Linked DNA regions of Sus scrofa: region 1 is linked to region 2. The links are chromatin contacts, called in public Hi-C maps. All regions are on one chromosome and are shown on one strand. The core of a region is the stretch at or near the end of the contact, and the rest is flanking DNA. Distances in the headings are between cores, read along the strand shown.

The links. Hi-C and Micro-C count contacts between places; a contact is called where the count stands out from the background.
Region 1: a contact with region 2 is called in a Hi-C map of liver, with 10 times the contacts expected there. The contact joins the promoter of MAGED1 here to the promoter of WAS in region 2. A contact is called at or near these places in 1 of 5 promoter capture datasets (liver) and 1 of 47 Hi-C or Micro-C datasets (liver).

What each region holds. Positions count from the first base shown.
Region 1 is chrX:45,321,175-45,324,266 of Sscrofa11.1, reverse strand. It overlaps MAGED1 (MAGE family member D1), which reads right to left and starts at 1,728. Exons shown (of 13, transcript NM_001001860.1): 1 at 1,597-1,728; 2 at 984-1,057; 3 at 1-282. The coding sequence starts at 1,028.
Region 2 is chrX:42,772,859-42,775,916 of Sscrofa11.1, reverse strand. It overlaps WAS (wiskott-Aldrich syndrome protein), which reads right to left and starts at 1,320. Exons shown (of 13, transcript XM_021080063.1): 1 at 1,102-1,320.

The DNA of each region.
Region 1 (3,092 bases), core at 479-2,978, 2.5 Mb before region 2:
GGGAATCTCCTTGGCATTAAGAGCCTGAGAGAAATCATAGGCAGCATTTGGGCCTTTTGTGGTGGCATTCTGGGCCTTAAAGGCTGTCTTAGGCTTAGTGGCAGCTGCTAAAGCCTGAATATCAGCCACCTCATTGGCAGATGGGGGCTGTGAACTCTGAGGACTAGCATTTGGCCCACTGGCAGCTGCTGTGGCCTGGTTGGTAGGTGGAGCCTCCGAGATCTGGATGGCCTCCATCAGGGTCTGCATAAGCAAGGTGCTGTCTTCTACAGAGGCCTCAGCCTGCAAATACAAGGGGAAAAAATAAATCTCTGGGCCTCACAAAGTGGGGTTGGGAGCGGGGGAGTAGCTCAGAGGAGGTGCAGGGGGGGCGGCTGGTGCAAAGAGAGGAAGGCTGAGGCAGAGATCTAGAGGCCTGAGAGGAATGAAGTGATAACAGAACGTGTGAGAGGGGCTGAGTGGGGCAGAGGTTAAACATGGGGCGGGCGGCGATGAGGTGAGGGGGGCAAAGTGGAAGGCAGGTGCTGATCTGGGAGTGAGGTTAGAGCAGAACATTGCAGTGTGAGGTAGGAGCTCAGGAGCAGGAGGAGGTGGAGCAAGAGTGCCGCCTGGAGGAGTTGAGGAGAATAAGGGGGTCGCAAGGGGTGGGGAATGCAGGAGGAAGGGAGGGTGGAGGAGGCTGGGGGAGGGGGCGGCAAAGAGCTCTACAAGCATCAGGACTATGGAAAAAAATGGTTCCTTACCCAACCCGCATTCTCTGGGCAGATTGCCCTGACTACTAACAGGGTCTCCCCTTTCTCTGAGCAGGGACTGATGGCTGAAAGGGACGCCCCCTCCCCCATAAACCATGGGAATTTGAAAAATGAAGGAATCCAGGCACCAAGAAGGCACAATCTGATCCAGGCGTTTGGATAGCCAAAGGGGCCCGGGAAGGGGGAAACTGTCGGCTGGGGAAATGGTGGGGTGGGGAGTGGAGATCTCACCTGGAAGCCGAGGAGGCCCGCACCACAGTCCATTTTCTGAGCCATGGTTCTTGTCCCTCTGGCAAGAGCAGAGCCTGGGGAGGGGGGTGTGGGGGAGGAGTTAGGCGTTACACTACAGAGGGTAAATGGGAAGGAATGAATGTGGGGAGACGGTGGTGTTTGAGGTTTGATTGTGGGGGCGGATGAGGTGCTGAATGTGAGGGGAACGGGCCAGATCGGAGTGGGAAAAGTGAATGGGTGTCCGGATGGATGTTCTGAATCCCTAGAAGCTACGACGGGGAGAAGCTTCAAATCGGGGTTTGGAAAACCGATTTAAGAGTTCTGAATCCAGGCGGATAGCACTGGGATTCGCATATGGGAAACTGAATGGAGTTTCCGAATCAGGAGGAATCATATAACAGTACAGATTGAGGTCGAGAAATCTGTAAATTCTGAACGATGGGAGGGGCTCAGAGAGCAAACAGGGATTCTGAATAAGGGAGGATCGGGTGAGGGGTGTGAATTAGGGTTCGGGGAGTGGAAGAAGGATCAGAATCCGGGGTAAAGGGATTGGGATGAAAAATGGGGGGCCCGCACCAGGGGGCAGATGCCCTGTCTGGGGGCTAATTCTCACCTTGCCTCAGGCCCCAACCCCAACCCCCTCGTTGCCTCCCTTCTTCACGACTCAGAGGATCGGGATTGCAGTGCTCGGCTCTCAGCAGCCGCACCCTCTCCTTGTCCAGGAGAAAATGCCAGCGCGGCAGCTAGGACGACCCCGCCTCTTCGCCTAATATACCACCCACCGCCTCAGATGGTTGTACGCATGCGCAAGAACTGACCGACCAAATAAGAGTCCCGCCTGCTTTCCCAACAAAAGCTTCGTCCTGAAGACTAAGGTGCGCATGTGCAGTGGGAGGCAATCCCGCCCCTTTGCCAACACACCACCCCACCACCAACCAGGTCGACAGTATACAGCGATCCCTCCCCTTTCTCTATATCCCCTCCCCCAAACAGATTCGCAGTGCCTCTAGATCCCACCCCTTGCCCCACACACTGGCCCCCTACCTTTTCCGCAATGCGTCTCTGTTCTATCCCTCCCCTCGCACGGCCCCTCCTGTCAGGTCGGCATGCATCTCCACCCCCTAGTCTAGCAGCACTTAGGTCACTATTAAGGAGGTCTCTGTAGGGGGGCTCTAACTGCTACAAGTGTTTGGCTCGGGCTAAAAATAAGCACATCCACTTAGGGACCCAGGAAAAGGAACGGCCAGAGGATACATTATTAGAGGTAGAGTCTGTGCCTGCCACGTGACTCCATGATTTCCACCCCCCTCCTCAACAGATCCCAGACTCATAAACATTAGCTTCTTTCCTGCCCTTTGTGCAGCTCCAGCTATTTATTTTGTGTGTGGAGGTGGGAAGGTGGGGAGGTGGGGAGGAGGGGAGGGAAGGGCACAGTTTGTACTTCACAGCACGATCTATGCTGGGGCTTGTTTTCTTCTTACAGCAGCCCTGGGAGGTGGATGTCAGCATCTCCATTTTACAGATAAAGACGCTGAGGTACAAACATATTGCATGAACTAGACAAAGCCACAAAGCCAGTAAACAGAGAAAGCAAAATGTGGTCCTGTCCTGGGTCTTCCAGACCCTAAAACCCACGATCCACCGGCGCTGGCCCAGGGACTGAAGCACCCTCCTTTTATCAGTTTAAGCAACAGATCTATCCCACCTCCTGCCCTGTCAACATCTGTCCCAAACAGACAAGGTTAGTGTTCCCTGAGACTTAAGCTCATGCTCTCAATTTAGGAGGAAACAGATAGAGGTCCCAGCTCTTCCTCCGCCCCGCCCCCTCCCACTCCCCGCCCTCCTGCTCTGTGGGTCCATCCAGATATGGGAATTGCTCATTGGGGTCCACTCCCTGCTCCGGCCGTCAGGCCCCTTCATTGTGAGAGGCACAAACGCCCTACCCCTGAGGCCTTTCTGGTGCCCGCTGGAGTGGCCAAGACAATCAGGCACTTGCAATTCTGAGCCATGGCAAGCCCGGATTCAGAATGTTTGCCCTGGTCCCTTCCTGGGCTGGGCTTCAATTCGTGGGATGGAGGGTGAGCCAGTGTCTACTAGCTGTGTGAGCCT
Region 2 (3,058 bases), core at 71-2,570:
ACTCAGTGGGTTAAGGATCCAGTGTTGCCTTGAGCTGTGGTGTAGGTTGCAACTGATGCTCAGATTGCACATTGCTGTGGCTGTGGCAAAGGCCAGCAGCTACAGCTCCAATTGGACTCCTAGCTTGGGAACTTCCATATGCCTCGAATGTGGCCCTAAAGAGCAAGAAAAAAAGGGGGGGGGGAATTGCTCAGTAGATAGAACCCATTATGAAGCCTCCAGCTTTGGCTCTGGCTCTGGCACTTACCAGTTGTTAACCTCTAGGTGCCTCAGTTCTCTCATCCATAAAGTGGAGATAATAATAGCAGTTAAGACTGTTGTGAAGACTGAATAAACTCATTCAAGTCGAATGATGAGGACATAACACGTTATAATTAGTCATCGGTGTGTGTTTTCATGAAGTAGCCCAGTAACTTGGAGATAAATGAACTATCCCTCCCTCAGCCTAGCATTGTCACCCCTGTCCCAATCCTCTCCTCACTGTCCTCCATTAGACGTTCAGGTCCAACCATCATTGGCGGATGGTCAGAGACCTTCCCACTGCCCTTTCTCTATGTTTCCTTGCTGCAAAGCCCAACTCAGAGATCCATTCTCTGGGACCATCCAAGACTCCTCCAAAGCCAGGACATACTCCTAGAGACCTCCCTGCCAAACTCGAAGTCCCACCCACCACGTTTTATGCCCTCCTCCTTCCACCTGCAGGGGAAAACACCGTGCCAGCCAGCCTTCTCCTTCCCTTCTAGGCTGGTGCTGCTAACCTTGGACCAGGCGGAAGCCAAAGGTGCCCTCGTAGTCCCTACACTGCCCACAACCTCAAAGTCACCACCAACGCTCCCTAAATGGGTACTCCCTACCTCTCTACCACGATCTGTGACCCCCAAGTGTCTATTTCCCAGCCTGTGTGACACCAGAAGGGTCCACACCCGAATTTGTATGACTCTAGGAGTTTCCACTTTCCGGTCTCTGAGTACCAGGGACCGCCCACACCCTTGACAGGGAGCCCAGGAGTAATCCATTCCTGCAGCCTGGAACGGACTACTGAGGGCCGGGGGTGGGGGTTGGGGGGGGACGCAAAATGGAACAGTCTGCCCAGGATCGTACCACTGCGGAGAGGGTGGCCATCTTGTAAGAAACAATTTTGTTTGTGGTGGAGGAAAAAAACGGCTGCCTCATTCCCTAATGGAGAAAGGACTGTCGCCATCCTGCTTGTCCCAAGATTCCTGTACCGTCCTCCCGACTCCCAGCCGCTTCAGGGGGGTGTGCTCACGCTGGTCGCGCCCTCAGCAGCTCTTACACCCGCCATCTTAAACCACTCTCACCGTCCCCTCTATTCCTTAATTTCGAAGTAGCTCGCTAAGCAGCGGAGCCGGTAATTGGCTCAGGGGTGGGGAGAGCAGGATCCAGGGCTCTGATTGGTCGATAGTCAAATTCTCCTCCCAGCTCTTCTTTGAAGCTGCAAGGGTTCGGAGAATAACACAGCCCCGCCTCCGCTTCCGCGCTCCGGGCTTCCATTGGTCACGGGTTCGGAGCATGCGCAGTGGGTGCCAGACCCTTGTGCCTGGCCTCTTAAGCTGCACTTTGGGGCTTTCGTGTGATGGGTTCGAATACCGCCTCGGAGGTTCAGATTGTTTACGTGTAGAAGGGGTAAAAATTAATGTTTACTCCTGGGGGTTAGTAAGATCACACACCAGGGCGTGGTGCCTAGTGCACTGAGCCATACAATCGTAAACTCTGTAACTATCCCACTAGGGTTTTCTTGCCACTGCCCAGGGGTTCTTGCATTCATTATTCTCTAGTCAAAACAAAAGGCGTTCTTTGAGTTTTAGGAAAACTCTCAGAAGTTACTTTAAATAAAAGTACATCTTGCCACAATAGGATGAGCACAGTTGGGCCAGGACTGAAAATTGCGGTGAACATCTTGTGGTCTTCAGATATGATGTACTAAAATTATTAATTTTACTCCTGAAAAGACTGGTACAAAATTACAGGAGTTCAAAGCCCTGACAGCGAGGCCTTTGACAAAATGTATTTAAGAGAATACAAACTTTACCCAGTATTCAATGTTGTGCAAAGCGATGGTTAGGCCTGGTCAGACCACGACAGGATTGCTATGATTGCTAGGTGTTATTTAATGTACATCACAGTGATACCTACTTTAAAGTCTGCAATGTTTACATTATATATGTAAACTAAACTATAAGTCTAGATTATATGCATTATATAAATATAAATACATACATGATTCACAGGGATATAGATGGTATAGGTGGGGCCCCAGTTCACTGGCCTGGGTCAGTCACATGCTGAAAGGGAGGGGACTGTTGATCATTTAACACAGTGCCCCCAATTTTAGGAAGCCTGTGCCCTGAGTCTCCCGCTTTCACCAGACGGGACAAATTTCTCTTAATTCACTCAGAAACTCCAAGTGTATGCCCAGCACTGCCTCCACTGCTGAAAACACAAGCAGGCCTTTGTATCAGCTCTGATTCTATTACAAGTGTGCATATGGGCACTTGAGGTGCTGGGTAGAAAAAAATCGAAAGGTCAGTTAAAGTGTGAGCACTTGGTCATCACTAAATGTTTCTGATGGTGACCGGATTTGTAACATATACTTCAATTTTGTATCTACACTCAGGGTCCACAGTTGGTGAGGGGTGCATTGTTTTTGAGATCTTGCCCTAATGCTTATAGTATGGTATGAACCAACATGCAATACGCTATATAGTTTCTTTTTACAGAAAAACACCCCAAAGTGATACAATTAAAGAAGACAGAAATGGAAGGTCTTTAGCTTATGAATTAAAGGATGAGTCTATTTGAATAAAATAAAAGGATTTAAAAAAAAAACTCCAATAAATAGGAGAGCCTGTCGTGGCTCAGCAGGAACAAATCTGACTGGTATCCATGAGGACGCAGGTTCAATCCCTGGCCTCGCTCAGTGGGTTAAGGATCTGGCATTGCCGTGAGCTGTGATGTAGGTTTCAGACACGGCTTGGATCTGGCATTGCTGTGGCTGTGGCGCAGGCCGGCAGCTGTAGCACTGATTTGACCCCTAGCC